Linked DNA regions of Mus musculus: all the other regions are linked to region 3. Evidence: chromatin contacts called from public Hi-C and HiChIP or PLAC-seq data. All regions are on one chromosome and are shown on one strand. The core of a region is the stretch at or near the end of the contact, and the rest is flanking DNA. Distances in the headings are between cores, read along the strand shown.

Evidence for each region. Hi-C and Micro-C count contacts between places; a contact is called where the count stands out from the background. HiChIP or PLAC-seq counts read pairs in DNA pulled down with a chosen protein or histone mark.
Region 1: a contact with region 3 is called in a Hi-C map of stem cell-derived cardiac mesoderm, with 3 times the contacts expected there. The contact joins two enhancer-like sites. A contact is called at or near these places in 1 of 15 datasets of contacts at CTCF or cohesin (the NIH/3T3 cell line), 4 of 484 Hi-C or Micro-C datasets (cranial neural crest, embryonic fibroblasts, stem cell-derived cardiac mesoderm and 1 more), 9 of 115 datasets of contacts at active chromatin or transcription factors (the NIH/3T3 cell line, craniofacial prominence, embryonic forebrain and 6 more) and 1 of 9 other capture datasets (embryonic stem cells).
Region 2: an H3K4me3 HiChIP or PLAC-seq map of embryonic limb bud shows a contact between it and region 3, with 3 times the contacts expected there. The contact joins two enhancer-like sites. A contact is called at or near these places in 3 of 484 Hi-C or Micro-C datasets (embryonic fibroblasts and nephron progenitors) and 4 of 115 datasets of contacts at active chromatin or transcription factors (the NIH/3T3 cell line, craniofacial prominence, embryonic limb bud and 1 more).
Region 4: a contact with region 3 is called in an H3K4me3 HiChIP or PLAC-seq map of embryonic limb bud, with 5 times the contacts expected there. The contact joins two enhancer-like sites. A contact is called at or near these places in 1 of 39 promoter capture datasets (neural stem cells), 1 of 484 Hi-C or Micro-C datasets (cerebral cortex), 2 of 115 datasets of contacts at active chromatin or transcription factors (embryonic limb bud and stem cell-derived stembryo) and 3 of 9 other capture datasets (adipose tissue, embryonic stem cells and pancreatic islet).

Annotation. Positions count from the first base shown.
Region 1 is chr10:125,946,632-125,951,894 of GRCm38.p6, forward strand. No RefSeq gene overlaps it. Among named protein-coding and RNA genes, the nearest start is that of Gm29944, 11 kb to the left of the region's middle. Within about 2 kb of position 2,415, at least 29 of the 459 cell types and tissues checked have an H3K27ac peak or open chromatin away from gene starts, as enhancers often do. A contact at or near this core is called in embryonic fibroblasts, stem cell-derived cardiac mesoderm and vascular smooth muscle cells, where this site is marked.
Region 2 is chr10:125,919,089-125,924,190 of GRCm38.p6, forward strand. All of the region lies in intron 1 of Gm29944 (a long non-coding RNA gene), which reads right to left. Among named protein-coding and RNA genes, the nearest start is that of Gm29944, 17 kb to the right of the region's middle. Within about 2 kb of position 3,258, at least 15 of the 459 cell types and tissues checked have an H3K27ac peak or open chromatin away from gene starts, as enhancers often do. A contact at or near this core is called in embryonic limb bud, where this site is marked.
Region 3 is chr10:125,783,770-125,788,639 of GRCm38.p6, forward strand. No RefSeq gene overlaps it. Among named protein-coding and RNA genes, the nearest start is that of Gm29862, 12 kb to the left of the region's middle. Within about 2 kb of position 3,437, at least 103 of the 459 cell types and tissues checked have an H3K27ac peak or open chromatin away from gene starts, as enhancers often do. A contact at or near this core is called in embryonic fibroblasts, embryonic limb bud, stem cell-derived cardiac mesoderm and 1 more, where this site is marked.
Region 4 is chr10:126,026,273-126,031,366 of GRCm38.p6, forward strand. No RefSeq gene overlaps it. Among named protein-coding and RNA genes, the nearest start is that of Gm29997, 49 kb to the left of the region's middle. Within about 2 kb of position 3,324, at least 12 of the 459 cell types and tissues checked have an H3K27ac peak or open chromatin away from gene starts, as enhancers often do. A contact at or near this core is called in embryonic limb bud, where this site is marked.

The sequences.
Region 1 (5,263 bases), core at 1,165-3,664, 160 kb after region 3:
TAAAGTATGGTTTAAATATTACTGAGCGTGTATATGTGGTAATAGAAGATATAGGTGTGGTAGTAGAAGGTAGTAGAAGCTTTACGTGCAAACACTCCATGCCCAGCCACGCTCTTGAGCGTTTGTGTGTCTTAGTCATTAGCACAGTAATAGTCCTATGCATAATATCCCTTCTTGTGTGTAAATCAAATGAAGTGTTTATATAAAGCACACTATTGTTCTTGTTATTTTTTCATGGTGGATGCTGACTGCTTTCAAAATTACTTCACTATTGTTTTACTATGCTGCCGTGTTTTCATTTCGTGCTGCCCTGACAGTTCTGACGTTTTAAAAATATGACTGATTTCTGTTAACACTTGTTTTAATTATTTTATGATTTGTTTTTGCATTTCAAATGTTTTGCCTGCATGTATGCCTGAGCACCTCTTACCTGTCTAGTGCCAGTGGAGGTCAGAAGAGGATACCAGATTCCATAGAACTGGAGTCACAACCAGTTGTAAGCTGCAATGTAGGTGCTGGGAATTGGACTCAGGTCCTCTGAAAGAGCAGCCAGTGCTCGTGAATCATTTATCCAGCTCCTGTACTGATGTTTTTAAAATACAGAAGTCCCAGGTATTCACAGGGTTGCTTGTGCAGAGAGGGCGTAATATGAGAATGTTGGTTTCTAGTCATACTTTTCCTTGTCTTTTATCAACTTTGGACAAGTATGGGCAATACTTTCAATTCTGTGAAAATAGACACACCCATTGAAGACACAAAGTATGTCTCACGGTGACAACTTCCAAACCTTGGAATCCAAAGCTTATACTCAAGAATGCCATCCACGGCAAATGAAGAGCGTATGCGACCGGCCAAACTTCTAGCATATGTGTGTGACTTCTAAGGCGTGACTTCAGCTTCTTGGGTTGAGACGGATCCTCCAAGCTACTAAGCTATCATTTAAGCCTTCTCCTGATCACATAAGTGTCCGATTGATCCGTTCCTAACTGACACACTTTATTTACATCTAGTCTTTGAAGGCATACCCATACCCTAACACCGCCAGAAGTGGGTACAAGCTGTTTTGTTCAGTTGTACTCTTGCGTTAAAAATATCACTCATGAGAAAGAAAAGGCTCCGAGGTATTGAAAAGGACTCCCCATTCTGAAACAGAACTTAACCCTGTAGGGTTATCACCACAGACAAGGCTGGCAAAGTATCATGGGAGTCAGAGAACAGCATGGGGCGTCTTAATTTGTTTTACAAGCTGCCACCCCCAAGAGTATAAATAAGACCTGATAAGAACTATAAGCTTTCCAAATCTCTGATTTATTTGTCCCCTCAGTCCAACCACCTAACGTGCTCTCTGAAAAGCTCAAATTTCTGCCCTGGGAATCCCATGTCATGTTTAATTCAGTTGACAGAGGCAGACCCTCCTCTTCTAAGGGAAGCTTAGAGGCCCACATTCAAAAGAGTCTTTCATGTGTTTTATATTTAAATTTATAAAACTAAAACTAACCAACTTCTGGGACAAATAACGTACCAGTTCTGAAATAGGTTTGTTGGATATCTTCATTGCTTTGCGCCTTGCTTGGGACATGGTTTCTTTCTTTCTTTTTCTTTTTTTCTTTTCTTTTCTTTCTTTCTTTCTTTTTTTTTTTTTTTTTTTTTTGACCACGCAATGTAGAGACTGAAGAAGCCCTTCAAACTAATTCTCTTGACAGAGGGGATAATTACAAAATGAACCGATTACAGCTGGTTTAGAGGATGGCAGTTGAGGCAAGCAAAAACTGGATTTCATTCACTGGGCAGCCAGCTCCCTTCACAGAAGCAGATAGCAAGACTTGCAGACAGACTAGATTCTATCGTTCAGAAGCATCGAGACCCACTGCTTGAGGTTGGATGACAAAGAGTGCAGTTATTTTTTTTTAAAGAAAACGGAGTGAAGGAAAGAAATGATGCGTTTGTTTGCAGTATCTCAGCAGCTGCTGGCCATGTAACTCTGGATCTACCAGGGAGCCCATCCGTTCTCACTCCACTTTGTTATTGATGGACCCCACGATCCTGCGAATGTTGCTTCAACCCCCTGGCTCTTGTTTTAAAATAAACTGCATTTTAAAAATAAAATTACAGAGGGATTTATACAAAATAATTTAAAATATATCAGTGAAAAAAATTAACTTTTCTCTCCATTGTTGCCTTACGATGACATAAAACAGCTGGGTCCTGGCCCGCGTTATCCATCGAAAGGAAAGAAAATACACCTTAAATGGGTTTTGTTGCCAAATTCGGAGGATATCTCAGACGATCTGATTTTAAAGTCTAAGCCCCATGGAATTTCACTCTGGGGCCTTCATGGCAAGCATCCAGTGCTCTGCACTGCCAGAGGATAGAGAAAAAGTAGACTGGGATTTCAAAGCCGAAAGGGCAGGCAAGCCAACACTGAGGGAGCATCGATCAGCAAAGGCCGCAACTCCCGCAGCCAGCTCAAAAGCGAAAGGAGTAAGAACTTATTAATTTGAGGAATGTTAATTATTTTTGTGAACCGATGCCAGCCAGAGTAGTTAAAACACAGGTTTCAGTTTGTAGAGGAGGGAGGGGAGAGGGCGATTGCATTAGGAGGTGTTTGCAAAGCCTTTCTGTGAGGTCTCCTCCGCACAGCAGGGGTGCCCACACCTCCCTCCCCTCCCAACCCCCCACCAACTCCAATCCTTTGGACCTGCTTTAACCAGTTAGTGCCAGTGTGAGGTTTTAACCATCTTTCTTTCCTGATTCCTTTTCCACGTCATAAAGACAAAGCATGAACCTGGTGGGTAGAAGCTGCTTTCCAGTTTCTTCTATCTCGTTCATGCTATTCCACTTTAGATCCTATCTCTCTTCCGAGGACTCACCCCACAGCCCGAGCAATGGCCACCTCTTAGTCCTTGTCACTCAGTTTGGTGTATATGCGGTTTGACCTACTCTTTCTGAGCTATCACGCCCTGCCCCACCACCCTGTCATGGTTTCCACCACCCAACCTTATTCACATGAGTTCTCACAGCCACCGTCCACCTGGCTATTTCTCTCCAGTTGAGACACAGGGACTTGACACGGAATCACCTGGCTATTTCTCTCCAGTTGAGCACCGGAACTTGACACGGAAAGTCTAGACCCACGGATTTCTTGGTATGCTTGTGCTCTGTATGAACAGATTTCATGAATTCACTACGGTCACCACACGAAGGTCACCTGAAACTCAACCTTGTGTCTTTCCCCCCACCCCCACCCCTTTATCCTGAACAAATTGCGTTTTACTTTGGCTTCACTTTTGTATACCCTTGACTCACAGAAGCAGTGCGCTCTGGCTAGCCGTAGTTCAGACCGCCCATCTGAGTGTCCATGGTTCATACCCTGGCTCTGAGCTCTCTCTAGAATCTTTTCCTCAAAGACTTCACATCCTCATAGCGGCGCCACTGTGTCCTCAGATACTGACACCGTTTCCTCTACGGATGATCGTGACCTCTAACTCCTGCTCCAACCATCCACATCAAATTACCTGATGGGCGCTAAGCATGTAGCCAACCCAATGTAAAAGCACAACAGGATTTCTACAAAAATTCTCCCCCCTGTTTTCCCATCTCTCCCTGGCCCGTTCCTGCATTGGGTACTTGAGTTCATTGCGACTCTCTCCAGTGTCTAGCTAGGACTCAGTTGTCTTTTCTCCGTATCTGCTTATCATGGCAAACTCACTTGACTCTGGAAAGACTGCATCATCTTGAGCTCCTCTGTGTTGATTAGCAGCTGCTAGCCGAGACAGACACTCCTCTCCATACACTGAGAGCATTGAGCTTTTCCAGTTTGCTTTTCTATCACTTCATTATTTTTCTCATGTGACAACTATATTTAAATTGCGCTGTAAAGAAGGGAAAATGTGATCCAATGTTACACGACCATTTATTAGGAGTTTGCCATATTTCCCTTAAGTCATTTCAAAATGCCCTTATCATATCAAAAGCAGAAAGATGCCATACTCTGTATATACTGACTAATATTTCTGTCCCTTTTCTCTATGATACTACATAGACGTTATATCACTACCTCATGGCACCAGTGATTAACACAGATTCCCTAAAATGAATTATTTGAGGACAGCTTTGACCTGAGTCCTTGCTGAACCTCCAGGCAACAGGGAATGTAAGAACTATCAGGAGGCTTGCAACTGAAATGTTAAACAACTTTGCCATCAGCCTTCCTAAACAGTAATGAGCAACACTTCCTGTCAGGTTTTCATAGTGCCATTGGCCACTTGGGCACAAGCAGGTTCCCTATCACTCAGCCTGACCAATAATATCAGCATCTGTACACACAAGAATACTGTATCCCATCTCTCAATAGCATCTTCTCCACCTAGACTCATTTAAAGTCTTCCTTTGCCACAGAAGCACACTAGAGAGGCTTAACCCTTCAAACCTTAAGGCTGGGGATGTGGTAAAGTGTTTGCCTCGCATGCACTGCGCTCTGGGTTTCATCTCCAAAACTCTGTAAACAAAATGCTTTGGTAATCCCACCACTTAGGAAGTGGAAGGAGAATCATGTGTTTAAGGTCATCCGCAGCAACATAGAAATCTTAACCCAGGGGCTGGAGAGATGGCGCAGTGGTTAAGAGCCCTGACTGCTCTTCCAAAGTTCCTGAGTTCAATTCCCAGCAACCACATGGTGGCTTACAACTGTCTGCAATGGGATCCAGTGCCCTCTTCTGGTGTGTCTGAAGACACTGACAGTGTACTCACATACATAAAATAAATAAATAAATCTTTAAAAAAGAAAAAGAAATCTTAAACCAGTCTTAGATGCATGAGAACTGTCTCAAAAAAAAAAGTTATAAACATGCCCCTCCCCCACCTTATTTACCTAGCTTGTGACTTTGGGCCAATTTCTTTAACTAAGGCTCAGTTTCCTCACTTGTAAATATTGATAAGAATATAGTCACTTTTCAGTGTTATCAGGAGAGGTAAAGACTGGTATAGGCTGCATAAGGTTCTCAGCCAAGCACCTGGTGACTGGAAAGCATTGGTAAAGTGTTGGCCATTGTGAGCGCTTAAGTCAGATTCAGCCTCTATTAAACACTCCCACTGTCATGAAGTTTATAAGCTAGGGCCCTGCCCCTGCTTTGTCCTTTACTTACTAGCAGGTTTCCTGCCTGTCGTATGTCTCTATCTTTCATTACTGAGAGAAAGTAAACAGTGTGAGTAAACAGAGATTACAGCAGGGAGAACTGTGCCCCAAAGCTCGTGCCTCCAATCA
Region 2 (5,102 bases), core at 2,008-4,507, 140 kb after region 3:
CTGTCCCAGCTGCCCCAGGATCACTAGGGCACCTGTCTCAGCTGCCCCAGGATCACTAGGGAGCCTGTGTCAGCTGCCCCAGGATCACTAGGGAGCCTGTCTGTCCCAGCTGCCCCAGGATCACTAGGGAGTCTGTCTGTCTCAGCTGCCCCAGGATCACTAGGGCACCTGTCTGTCTCAGCTGTCCCAGGATCACTAGGACACCTGTCTGTCTCGGTTGCCCCAGGATCACTAGGGAGTCTGTCTCAGCTGCCCCAGGATCACTAGGGAGCCTGTCTCAACTACCCCAGGATCACTAGGATGCCTGTCTGTCCCAGCTGCCCCGGGATCACTAGGGAGCCTGTCTCAGCTGCCCCAGGATCACTAGGGAGTCTGTCTCAGCTGCCCCAGGATCACTAGGATGCCTGTCTGTCTCAACTGCCCCAGGATCACTAGGGAGCCTGTCTCAGCTGCCCCAGGATCACTAGGGCACCTGTCTCAACTGCCCCAGGATCACTAGGGTGCCTGTCTCAACTGCCCCAGGATCACTAGGGAGCCTGTCTCAACTGCCCCAGGATCACTAGGGAGCCTGTCCCAGCTGCCCCAGGATCACTAGGGAGCCTGTCTCAACTGCCCCAGGATCACTAGGATGCCTGTCTGTCTCAACTGCCCCAGGATCACTAGGGAGCCTGTCTCAGCTGCCCCAGGATCACTAGGGCACCTGTCTCAACTGCCCCAGGATCACTAGGGTGCCTGTCTCAACTACCCCAGGATCACTAGGATGCCTGTCTGTCTCAACTGCCCCAGGATCACTAGGGAGCCTGTCTCAGCTGCCCCAGGATCACTAGGGCACCTGTCTCAACTGCCCCAGGATCACTAGGGTGCCTGTCTCAACTGCCCCAGGATCACTAGGGAGCCTGTCTCAACTGCCCCAGGATCACTAGGGAGCCTGTCCCAGCTGCCCCAGGATCACTAGGGAGCCTGTCTCAACTGCCCCAGGATCACTAGGGCACCTGTCTCAGCTGCCCTAGGATCACTAGGGCGCCTGTCTCAGCTACCCCAGGATCACTAGGGCACCTGTCTCAGCTGCCCCAGGATCACTAGGGAGCCTGGCTCAACTGCCCCAGGATCACTAGGATGCCTGTCTGTCTCAGCTGTCCCAGGATCAGTAGGGCGCCTGTCTCAGCTGCCCCAGGATCACTAGGGCACCTGTCTCAGCTGCCCCAGGATCACTAGGGAGCCTGTCTCAACTGCCCCAGAATCACTAGGATGCTCTGTCTCAACTGCCCCAGGATCACTAGGACACCTGTCTGTCTCGGTTGCCCCAGGATCACTAGGGCGCCTGTCTGTCTCAGCTGCACCAGGATCACTCTTTTCTGTGACTATTTGTTTGAAAATCTATCACTTTTTAATACCATACAGTGACTAAGGGAATGAAATCCATGTGAATGATTACTTTCGTGGTGCCAGATGTAATTATTATAGTAGTTTCTAGGTAGATGTTGAATGAATCATATGACACACACACATAAACACACACATACATACATACATACATACATACATACATACATACACACACACACCACACACACATACACACTCAGGCCACACACAAATACACACATATGTACACACTACATACACAAACATGCACACACACATACACACACATACATACACATACACACATACATATGCATACACACCACACACATACATATACACATACATAAATACACACACCACATTCACACACACACACACACACATATATATATACACAGAGCACACACACATTCATACACACACATATATACACACACATACATACACACAAACTACACACACTACACACACCACACACACATACATAAATACACACCACACACACATGCATACAGACACATATACATTGTGCCCATTCGTAACACACTATGTGGTCTATCTCTAATAGTTTTCTCGCTATCTGCAAGATGAATTAATAAATCTAACCTGAGTAATATTTTAATTATACAAGTATTTTAAAAATTCATTAAGATATTTAATGTACTTGAGGAAAGGTACTAAGAAAATTTAAATCTCTAAGACATGACAATGCCCGTGTGTTTGCTGAATGACTAACCTTGGAGCAGGAGCATTCTCTCAGCTACTACAGAACACCCCTCAGCTCTATAAATACGGATAATTAATACTCCCTGTGATTAACACATGAGAATGACGTAATAATAAATGTAATGATAAGGCTGAGGACACTCATTCTTTTCAAGAAGTGACCCAAATAATTAATTACAGATTGATATCTACCGAAAACACAAAGAAAGGCTCTGTGCTATAGAACTGGTTCAACCCAGTTCGGACTGTAACAATTATTTGGTAAAGATGATCTAAATGCATTGCTTAAAATAAACGTGCCATGCAAAGTTTTGCAAATCCTTAAAATGTTCTCACTTTATGTATGCGTCGTATGGGTGAACTAACCTCTCACACTATCTAATCCTTTCCACTTCAAAAGCCCTTCACATATTGGTTAGAAAATAAAATAAAATAAAAGACTAATAAAAATAAAAACCACGTCCCCCAAGAAGCAGCGACATGTGGCCCAAACCAGACAGTGAAAATAAAAAGACCTCAAGCCTGGAGATTGAAAAGGGAAGACAGAATGGTCTCAATGTGTCTCTTTCCTTGAAATTACAGGAGGCACAGCTTTCCCCTCCTCCCTCCTCCCCACTCCTCTCCTCTCCCTCCTCCCCCTCCTCTTGCTCCTTTTCAACTTGCAGACCAGCAGATTGATTTACAGCAGTGGCTTTGAATGCAGGACCATCTCAAAAACACAATTCACAATTTTCACAGCATTCAAAAGCATCCTTCATCTTTCCTCTCCTTTTTCTCTATCATCTTCCATATCTCTTTTGTTCCTTCCTCTAGGTTTGAAAAGGACCTAGCCACCTCTGACCTAGCATGTTGAAACAAGAACACTTCTAATTGTCTCCCTGTCGGGTTAGGTAAAAGAAGAAATGTTCCCAGCTGTGTCCCCTACGACTTACTCAGACTATCACACTGCTACAGTTCACGGGGACCCTAGTGAAGTCTTGGCTGCAACTGCCAACACTCCTGAAATATCAATACAGTAAACTAGCAGGCATCAAAGGGATTCCTAAATCACACCAAAGACAGCTTTACTACCCATAAAGTAGAAAACCCACGAAGAAGAGAAGCTGCCCTGGCTTGACTGTTTATTGGCCAGGTGGAACTGATTAAGAATGTGAGAATCTGTGGTACCAATAATCAGGGGCGTCTTGTGTTCAACACAAGAAAGGGTTTCACATAACCTAGCAATAGCAGGGCACCAGTACTCAAGAAATGCAAACTAGCAGCTATTTATACTCAAGATCTGGGCTGGACAGGCTAGCTCAAAGAAAATAATATTGGAGGAGGGTTGGAGAGGGCAGAAATCTACTCTTGGAAACCACGGACCAAGATCACGGCTTCTAGGCCGATGAATGCAGAGATGACCCCAAGTGAATTCAGCATGTGCCATATTAAAATAGACGGGAAGCTTATGGCTAGGTCTGGACTCATTTGAAGTCCTCTTTATGATGGAGAACAAAATATGGGCTTCCCTGCTGGAGATGATTCTTGTCTATGGTCCCCGTTACCAGATGTCAAAGTGGGAAAAGACACCACTGAAGAATAACACTCCAACGAAGTTAGACCAGGAGACATTCTGTCTCCAATCTTTGATCAGAGGAAAATAACTCTGCCTTAAAATGCTAAAGTACTAAGGTTCAGAAAGATATTACATATGGCTAGGATTTATGGCACAGATGTACAAGACCTTGAGAAAGATATTGAGGCAGTATGGCTCTAAATGTGTTTGTAGTATATTTATAAATAATCTATCAGGGTGGTAGTGTCACATCCCTTTAATCATAGCACTTGAGAGGTGGAGGCATGTAGATCTCTGATTTTAAGGCCAGCCTGGTCATTATAGTAAGTTCTAGGATAACCACGGCTACACAGAGAGACCCTGTCTCAAAAAGACAAAAACCAAAAACAAAAACCAAACAAGCTATACAAATAGTCTATGTTATCTTCTCTTATGTTTCCTGTCATTCATTGTGCAATTCAGAAAAACCAAGAGGGAGTTATGCCAAAATCCCACATCTTTATCATAAAAATCATAGCTACTGAAGACTAATAATTTCAATAAGCTTTCCAGAGAACTTGGTAGCTTTCCACAAAATAATAAGAAAATGAATATACGAAAAATTAAAAATGAGTTTAAAATTTAGAGTTTGCTTTTAATTAAAAAGTTCAGCCTCCATCATATTAAAAAACTCTCATCAAAATATTTTATAAACAGTTTTCAAAACTCATTTAATTTCAAATGTTAATCCATTAAGAACTTTAGAACATAGATCATTAATTGTAAGCGACTATCAAAGGAGATCATCTTTGCCCTGAATATACAAAACATAATTTAGTTAAAAATAAAAATGCTACTTTTAAAGGGAAACCACACATAGAAAACTTTGAACAGATAATATGTGTAGAGAAAAGTACATGCTTGGAAATTATACATCAATCATCAATAAAATAAATACAGAAACACAGCAAGAAAAAATGTAGAATGTAGAATTTAATTGCATTATTATAATACTGTACAAAAAAGAAAAAATTAAAACCATATTGAAGACATTAGCATATATGAGAATTCATTCTTCCACAGTGTTTCCATGATTGCTTAGACATTGCTGCTGCGTGTACTCCAGGAAAGTTAAGAATATGGCCCAATGAGACATCATTAACTGATATTCTAGGGGGAGGGTAAGATTTCCTTTCTAACATTACTGAACATTTCTTAAGTGTGAATGTAGTAGCAGACAACAGTGCATCACATTGTCAAAAGTTGAGCATGCTTGATCAGAGTAATTCTTTGTGATTCTAGACATCAAAGAAAAGCTATACAGAAAAGCAAGAGAGTTTTTGGACATTGGGTTTTGTTTTAATGATGAGACCAGTGCTGGTTTAAAGAATGGCCCCCATAGGTTCATTTATTTAAATGTTTAGTTATTAGGGAGTGGCATTACTTGGGGGAGGTTAGGGTCTTGTTGGAGTAG
Region 3 (4,870 bases), core at 2,187-4,686:
GGAAGGAATATGTTTAGGATTTGCCTCTAATTTCCAAACACCAAGCTACTGTGTAATTCTTCACATTAGTGAGTTGGGAGATGTACCCCCGAGTGGTAGAGTGCTGTCTTTGCACTCCTTTCAATACCCAGAAATCAGAAAAAGAACCCCAAAACAAAAAGTTCACACTCAGACACATATACACCATGCCAAGGTAAGTGAACAGGCATGTACACACTCATGGGACACTCGTGTACACAAAACAAACTTTAGCTAGTTTCTTTCAGAATGTATTAAAACCATGAAAACTTCCAAAAATATGATTAATGTTTGTTGCCTTGCCCTGTACTGCCTGTGGCCCGACCCTACCTGCCCTTGGGGGTTGGAGGTGAAGTGACTTTGAGTCAAAGGCACAGACTCCAGAAGCAGGTGAGAAACTCATTTGAATGCCTCTGCAAGCTCCTTTAATACCTTCCAGTAGGGCTCCATTGGTCCCAAGAAAGCATCTCTTCTAAACAGCAGCTCCCAATTGACTGGTATTGCTGCCTGCTTCAGCAATCCTTGATCTCCAGGCAGCCTTCAATTGGGTCCTCCTGCAGGAGATGCCTTTGCAGCTGGCATTTATGCAGAGGCCGCACTGTTCCTCCTACAAATGATAAATCCATGGAAAGTCTGAATTGGAATAAATGCACTGAGAAGTCCTGACAATCTTTTGCAATGTATTTTAAAACATTGCCCAAGAAAGGACTCTTGCATTCATACCACATGATCCAGTAAAGTGAGGTAGGCCTTATGAAAAAAGGGGAATACTGACCACCACATCCCAGATGCTTGGTGCTTTTATTGGTCCCAGCTAAGGGTCTTCTCCATTCCTTCTTGAGAAGTTACTAAAGCATGAAGACATGATCTACCGTATTTGTTCATAAACAATTGTATGATCTTTCTACTACATGTGACCATCTCTATCAAGGCTCTAGTGTTTGAACAAAGTACGTTGCTATTTAAGTATAGAATGCATTAGACAACTCACGTAGCCCATATAGAGGATGCTTACTTACCATCTCCACAGCCACAGAGATAACTGAACCTATCTGTGAAATTTAAGAAGAATGGCAATGACCTTAAGAACTAAATTTTATTTTTTTTTTAACAGACTAAAGAAAGATACATTTTCAGGTTTATTATCTCTGTGGGCATTTGTGATGTTTACAGAGGACCAATGACCAGGAGGTGGGGGAGGGGGCAAGTGTGAGTTTCTATATCACTAACCCCAGTAAGGGTGCTACACCCTAGCACAGCTGACAGGAGGGGGCATTGTTGCTCTGTGGAATTCATGTACTAGGTCACCATCAATGCTAATGGGAAAGGGGTCTGTGTTTAACTCAGGCTATAACAAAAATACAAAACTCTTTATGCAGCAGAATAGCTCTAGTAAAAAGGCAGGTCGACTCCAAAGCTATTGTGTGCAGCTTTTCTCAACGGCTTTAAGATGGCAGCCAGACTTTTGACACCTTAAATTTGATTTGGTGGTAGGTAAACTTCATTTTTTCCATGGGCATCTCCCCTGGGAAGTTGTCTTCTGAAATGCAAAAGCAAAACCTCTGCTTTGGGAAGTTTACAACCATGATGAATTCATTTTTACTCCTCTTGGATAGTATTCACAGCGGGGAGAGTTGCAGACAAGACGAACAAAAATAAAATATCCCAAGACAAGCAGTTTCAGTGATGTGGTTCCAACACCGAGCCTGCCAGAGATCTCATGGCAAGTCCCATTACTGAGATACCTCCTGCCCGGAGGAGTTTGGAAATATACGTGCACACGCTGTTGGCTCCGAGCCTCTGCTGACGTTCCTCTCGCCCTCTCTGACACCCCTCCACCCCCAGCTTAGCAGTTTAATCAAATCTATCAGAAGAGACAGCTGTGGTTCCATTTTCATTCTGGAGATAATGAGCCGGAGTCTGTGAGCTCTCCTCCAAGCCACCTCCCAGACAGACACCTCATACACTGACAGACCGGCCTCCTGGCCAGCTGTTTCTCACTATTTGAAGCTGATTAGACCTGCAGCCTTTGAGGGCTAATAGCCGCTCTTAGCATTTTGAGAGGGCCACAACTTGAAATAGCCTCCTCCCTTTGGTGGTTCCCACAGCTCTTCACTGAACCATCCAGGAAATGTAAACAGGACACTACTTCACACTCCTGAGAGCCTGCGATGTTAACTTGTTTGCCCGACACTCACTGAGTAGCTTAATTAATTATCTGTGGGTGGCAGATTACATGAAGTCACCCTAGCCCATTAAGTATGCATTTCCTGCATCTAAGTATATTATGAAAACATGGCCGTGTTTTCTTCTGGAGTTCAGAGTGTTTAGAGAGCCTGTCTTGTTCTTTAAGGCCTGGCTGCTTCGTATTTACGTTAGACTGATCGAATTTCAAATGTGAAAGTAAAGATAAAGTACCTGAAAACGTTAAATCCAAGCCATGCGTCATTTGAACAAACTTCTGACAGACACAGAGGACTTGCTAGGGCCTTCCCCACACCCCCAAGGCCACAGAGGATCCCTGTGTGTTCACCCTCCTGGGCTCCTTGCAAAGAGAATTCTTTGTGCATTACGAAACCTTCAGACGAGGTTCCTGTGGGCCCCACCTGTGGCTGAAAACACTTAATTTGGGGTCTGAGTTCCTTTAAGAGACACTGCAATGCCCTGTCTGCCATCTCTCCCCCTACCTCGGTACTTATTTTCAGTTACATCTCAAAGATTAACAAACTGATGGCGATTAAGTTCTCAATAGGTGCTTCGTTGTTAGACTCCGTAGAAGAAAGCTCAAGGAGTCTTTCTAGGACAAAAACATCGAGAAAGCAAAAAATGTCCTTCATGCCTGCTAATAATTTTCTCTGTTCTGCACATATGTTTCAGACCACAGGAGTGGGGTGGAGTTAAGCTACAATACTATCCTTATTTTGGAGAAGGGAGGGGTCCCAGCTAAGCTATTCTAGTGGGAATTAACAGAGAGAGACAGAGAGAGACACATGACCGAGAGATTTTTGGTGTGTTTTTAGTTTCTAATTGTACATGTATTTCTGGCTTTTTTTAAGGAAGGACAGAGCTATAGGAGATCTGGAATCAGAACCTAAAGTGACCTACATAAAAGCAACGCTCTGATTCCCTAATTAAACCAAGCTGCGGCTGCGGGCTCTGCAAATAGCTGCCAAAAATTCATCCATTCAATCTTCCGCTTATCCTCCAGGAATGCAGAGGGGCGGGGAAGGGGGCGGCGGGGAAGCAGAGGCCGGGGATTGTCCTAGCTCATGTATTTGCTCTCCGGTGAGGGGGTCCTGCGTTCCCGGAGCACAGTCGCCTGGGGTTGGAAAGGATCGCGTGGGGGAGGGGGCTGGGAGGCAGGGGACCAGAAGGGGGATAAAGAGAAAAACAGACTAAATGTTTTAACAGCTGCCCTATTTTTCTTCACCTATTTTGCCCAGGGATCTGGTTTCCTTCTGGGAGGAGGGCTCTCCCTGGGTCCAGGCTCGCTCCGCAGGGCCTGTTTACTCGGAGAACCACAGTCCTCTTTCTCACCTTGTTTAAGTCTTTACTTTTGAGGGAACTCAGAGCAGGAAGAAGAAACTGGAATGGTTGCTGAGCTCCGAATTTTAAGTAGAAACTGGGAACAAAGTAAAGTAAAATAAAATCTGGCCCTCCCCACCCCCCCGCACCCAGTCTCCTCCTGCCAGTGCTTCTTGGACAAGAAAAACTGTTCTTCAGCGAAGATGGTCCCTCATTCTCTCATTCTCACATAACTTCCTTTAGCTGAGCGTTGCAGACGGTATGTTAATTGAGTATTAGATGACGAAGCTGCAAAAATCGGAGGGAATAGCGCTATTAGCCAGACACTCGGGGATTCCAGCACCACACAAAGGTAAAAACCAAATGGAAAAGACCAGCTATTTATTTTTTGCTGAAAAGAGTTTGTACTGTCACTTGGGGGTTTGCTGTGGAGAATTTTCCCAGACGAAACATTTGCCGACTTTCCCTCGATTTCATTCACAGACACGCCACCTAAACATACATTAGCAGCGCCTAGTCTAGTCTATCAGAAACTCAACGCTCCGGGAGGAATCCTTACCGCCAAACATAAGTCTTAACTGTTGCCAGGATTCAGTTACGCAAGAGGACTTTGGGAGACCCAGGTACCTCAAAATGGAGCACTCCGAATTGGTATTCACGACATGTTCCTCACTAGGGTCATGCCCAGGGAAAGCTGCAGTATTTGTCAGGGTTTAGCCTTCCCACCTCTGTCTTCTCCACTCAGTTTCAGCCTCTTAGCCAGAGACTCCAAGCTTCTGTCCCAACAGAGCATTGCCACCTAGACACTTCTGCAAAGAAGCCTCTGTCATAGGCTTCTTACTCCCAGTTTCAGATCACTGCGTTCGCATCACATACCTTTCCACTATTAAAATAAGTAATAATAATGATGATGATGATAAATAATTGTGATGCTTTCATCATTTTTTAAAATAGTTTTGTTTCTAGAGATTGAACCTAGAATCAAGCGTGCATGTTGGGCAAGCAATCTACTGTGTGTGTGTGTGTGTGTGTGTGTGTGTGTGTGTGGTAATGGCAGTGTGTGTACTGTGGTATATGTCTGTGGATACACAAGCAAGTACACATATACATATGTGTGCAGGTGCCTGCAGAGACCAGGAGAGGGCACTAGACCACTCCACCCCAGAGCTGGAGTTACAGGCAACTGTGAAGTTGTGAGCTGCCCAACATAGGTTCTAAGACCGAAACTCACCTTCTGATGGAGTAGCAACTGCTCTACCTAGTTTGTCTCTGTGTTAAACTCTGTGTTGTTTTAAGTTCCTGGGTGTGCTTTAAGTTCCAGAACCCA
Region 4 (5,094 bases), core at 2,074-4,573, 240 kb after region 3:
AGCCAGACTTGGTACCGGGAAATAATCACGCAGATGGTGCTGGTCTTGAAGGCATGAGGGGATCATGGAGAGCAGCTGAGGTGTGGCAGTGTGAGAGGCCAGGAGAGGCTGTAGGTGAAGGTGCAGCATCAGTAGCAGTTGAAGGGCGAGGACTAAAGGGGTCATGGCACAGAAGTTGAGGCTTGACAATAGGAAGAAAGCCTATGAGATCTATTGGTAAAAGTGCGCCCCAATTGCAGCAGAAGACCCCATCATTTTGGAGATGGGGTCTTTCAGCTGTGGGTACTCGTATAAATCAAAATTACCATGGGGCGACCACCAAAACCAGCAGCAGCAGCAGTGGAGTGGACTCAGCCACAGCCTACAAGACAAGCTGTGTGCTACAGAGGAAGGAGCTGAAGAGGGCTTTGGAGGATCCCAAAAGACTGTGAGTTGATCCCATTCATTGCAAACTGAGGTATTTATACTGTTGGAGTCTAGTTTTGCTTGGTTCAGTCTCTGACTTTGCCTTGGTTCATCTCTCTTGAGGAAGGCATTTAATTTTGATTTATACGGGTACCCACAACTGAAAGATCTTGAAATTTTAAAAGAGATTTTGGATTTTTAGAGAGATTGGATAATTAAAAGATATTGAAATTTTAATGTGTTTGAATTTGTGAAAGACTGTGGAACTTCTAAAGTTATCTATGTTTTTAATGAGAAATCTTGGGGATGAATAAGAAAGGAAGGGTTGGGCCTTAATAGTGGTGTGCTTGTGTGTCAAGTTGACAAGGCATCAGTTGTATTGGCTAGTTTTGTGTCAACAAGCTAGGGTCATCAGAGAGGAAGGAGCCTCAGTTGAGAAAATGCCTCCATGAGATCCAGCTGTAAGGCATTTTCTTAATTAGTGATCAATAGGGGAGGGCCCAGCCCATTGTGAGTGATACCATCCCTGGGCTAGTTCTCCCTGGTTCTATAAGAAAGCAGACTGAGCAAGCCATGGGGAGTAAGTCAGTAAGCAGCACCCTTCCATGGCTTCTGCTTCAGCTCTTGCCTCTAGATTCCTGCCCTGTTCGAGTTCCTGTCCTGACTCTTATTGGTGATAATCAACAATGTGGAAGTATAAACATAGGGAATCCTTTCCTCCTCAACTTGTTTTCCGCTCATGGTGTTTCGTCTCAGGAATGGAAACCTAACTAAGAGAGCGGTGTTAGAGTCCTATTGCCATGATAAAATACCTGAAAAAAAAATTACAGCTCAGATTAACAAGAGGGAAGCAAGTTAAAAACGATCACCAAGTTATCTATCTTGTCTGTGTTTGAGGGCTTGGTAGTACCTCAGAGTGTTCAGTACCTTGTGGATGAATGCTATTCCCCTCAGATGGTTAGGAACAAAAAGGGAAAGCTGAGGGCGTACCCCAGTGCTGTATCTTTTACCCATTAAGCTCTGCTGCTTTAAGAGCCACTATCTTATGGTTGTACCAAACCCTGAAAACTAAGCCCTTAACACATGGTTCCTTAAGGGACAGTTAAAATCTAATATCTAGCTGAGCAGTGGTGGCGCACGCCTTTAGTCCCAGCACTTGGGAGGCAGAGGCAGGCAGATTTCTGAGTTCAAGGCCATCCTGGTCTACAAAGTGAATTCCAGGACAGCTAGGGCTATACAGAGAAACCCTGTCTCAAAAAACCAAAACCAACCAAACAAAACTAATATCTAGCAGGTGCACATTAATGTAATTTTAAAGGTAAGTGCCCATACCTCTCTCTTAGTTCACTTCTGGATCCCTATCTCTGACTTCCATGAGAATTCCCAAACTCCAAAAGATTGTTTCCAATTACTGCTCTTTTTTTCAAACAGAAGTTGCATTGTAGCCAAGTCCATAGGACTGATGATACCAGTACACAGAGACTCATAGTAGCCAGATACATAGTAACAAGCAACTGAAGCATAAGGGATGCTCTGTGGCCAACCGCATGCATGTAGTCGCTCCTGGTGGGGGCTGTCTTCCAGGCAGAGGTTTAGGGTAAACCCTGGTATTTTCTTTCATCCTTCAGTTTTCTAATACCCACTCTAGCTCCAGAAAGGTTGACCATCCCAGGGGCCCAGCACATGATGGTTGGGTAGAAATTATTACACTTGTATGTGTCAACAGAGGCCAGCCCCACAACCTGAGATGCCAACACCTTCTGGATGCTACACTGCTAGCTTGGGAACTCTTACATACATAAAACTGTGCCAGAGCTCCAAAGGGTGGTGAATGAAGCTCTTGTGTTCTTCCTTCTGGCTGAATTCCCTAGTTCCCTCAACTTGGAGCTCACCTCAGACCAGGTGTTCCTGAATAAGTAATATAGATTTATACTTCTAATCCAGCAGAAGTTGGGTCTGCATATATAAAAACAAGCTATTAAAGCCAACGACCCCTTTTTTTTTTCTTTCAAATAAAAACTGTAGAAGAGAAATGTCAAAGGGGTTTCTTTGGTTTCATTAAACAGTGCTCCCACCCCAGGGAAAATGAAGGCCGTCTTTTAGGGCCAGGTGTTCTTTAGAGTTTAGCAATAATGACACAGAGGGGATGAGCTCACGTTTAGGAAAATCATAGAATGCCATGGGGGCTTTGTAGCATGAATAGGATCTTAAACATGTCACATAAAAATAAAACAAGAGAGAGAGAGAGAGAGAGAGGGGGGAAGGAGAGAGAGAGGAAAGGAGAGAGAGAGAAAGAGAAAAGAAAGAAAGAGGACCCCAATGTCTATGCAATCCTGCAGTGTTTCCCAGAGACTCAGGAAGTTAGACCTGGACCCTGGGCTCCCCGCCCCGCCCCCACTTTGTTCTACAGATGCTAATGTAAATCAATTAGGGGCTGACATAATTGGCTGCCTGACAAATGCTCTGTGATAATGCGGCTCAGGAGAAGGTGGAATTTCTGAGGTGCCGGTTGTAAGGCTTTCAGAGCAGCAGTAAATTCCACGCCCTGTCAGCACAGGTGGATAGCTAAGTTGCAAATACAATGTTCCTCCAGCTCCTAAGGCACTCCTTGGATGATTGACCAAAGCAAGTTGTGTGATTCAATTCACCAATTAGACCTTGAAGGGTAAAAACCAGACCTTCATCAAATATAGACCAAAAAAAAAAAAAAAAATTGATGGAGTATGCTCAGATCTGTGAACATGTGGGCAGAATGGAGGGAAGGAGGGAAAATACTGGTGGCCAAGGGGTTCCAGCAGAAGCAATTAGAGGACTCATTATTTGGAAAATTGTAAAAGAAAAGACGGTGGCTAGACATGCGCTCAGTTCCTTGGGAGTAATTTAAAGAGACGAAGCCCCCCTCCCCCACTCCTGGTGTAGACTGCAGCAGCAAGCCATGCACTTGTGACTTATATTTTCCACAATTAACGGCTGAGGGCAGAAGTGCTCAGGAACAGAGTTGTTCTCCTAGACCCACTTCTGTTTAGAGAAAGCTAATGGAACCTACCAGTTACCTTTTGTGTGTGGAGAGAGGAGGGCAAGTTGTAGCTTTCATATATTTTCTTATTCTCTCTACAAGTGAGTATTATAACACTTTCCGTATTCTCCCTAGCTTCCAGCACAACCGAGACTGCAGCAGGCATTCTAATGCTATGCTGAGGAATATGTAAGATTTAAGAGGCATTCTCACAGATGCACGGAGGACCTACAGCCAAGAACAGCAGTGCAGCTATGCTTAGAGAAAAATTCAAAATCTTAATATGTCCCATGTGACCTTTTAAAATAAAGTACCATTACTTCATCTAATTTAATTCATCTAATTTAATTCTCTATAGTTTTGTATGTCAGTATGTCCAAGAGCATATTGATTATTTATGGGAAGGATAAAAACCTTTCAGCAGAGTTATATGCGTGCCTGGAACTGATGCAGGTCACAAGGGGTCTTTGGATGCCCCGGAATTGGAATTATTGTGAGCCTTTCTGTAACTACTGGGAATAGAGTCTGGGTCCTCTGCAAGAGCAACAAGTGCCCTGAACATCTGAGCAATCCCCTTAAAAAAAATAAAAGGACCCCACTAAGTTGAATTTGAGCTGCTTATATGTATGTGACATTTCAATTTCTCAAGTTTTATTTGAAGTATTGTCTATATATTTTGATAACTTGAACTATGAAAAAATTTCTACAGAGACAAAGTTTGGAGCTGAGATGAAAGGATGGACCATGTAGAGACTGCCATATCCAGGGATCCACCCAATAATCAGTATCCAAACGCTGACACCATTGCATACACTAGCAAGATTTTATCGAAAGGACCCAGATGTAGCTGTCTCTTGTGAGACTATGCCGGGGCCTAGCAAACACAGAAGTGGATGCTCACAGTCAGCTAATGGATGGATCACAGGGCTCCAAATGGAGGAGCTAGAGAAAGTACCCAAGGAGCTAAAGGGATCTGCACCCCTATAGGTGGAACAACATTATGAACTAATCAGTACCCCGGAGCTCTTGACTCTAGCTGCATATGTATCAAAAGATGGCCTAGTCGGCCATCATTGGAAAGAGAGGCCCATTGGACATGCAAACTTTATATGCCCCAGTACAGGGGAACGCCAGGGCCAAAAAGGGGGAGTGGGTGGGTATGGGGGACTTTTGGTATAGCATTGGAAATGTAAATGAGCTAAATACCTAATAAAAAAATGGAAAAGGAAAAAAAAAAGAAAAATTTGCTGTTATTTTAATTTAGCTAAGATCCTTTAGTGCCTATGCCAAAGAGTTTTTAGTACCCTGAAAGGGAATTACATCATTTGATCTACATAATAACCCTATGAAGGAGATACAGTGAGGCAATCCTATCCGCGTCTTTATAACACAGGCAAGGGAACATGGAAACACAATCTAAATACTTTCTCATGATCTAAACTGTCAAACGGAAAACGTATTCTATGTTAAGAATTAGCTTGTAGTTGAGCCTGTTTTCTAAGGTTTTATTGTTGTTGTTGTTTGTTTTTTTGTTTGTTGTGTGTATAGACGCTTTACCTGCATGTTTGTATGTGTACCATGCGTGTGCCTGGTGCCCTTGGAGACCAGAAGAGGGTATTGGATCCCCTGAGATTTGAGTTACAGATGATTGTGATCCACCACATAGGTGCTGG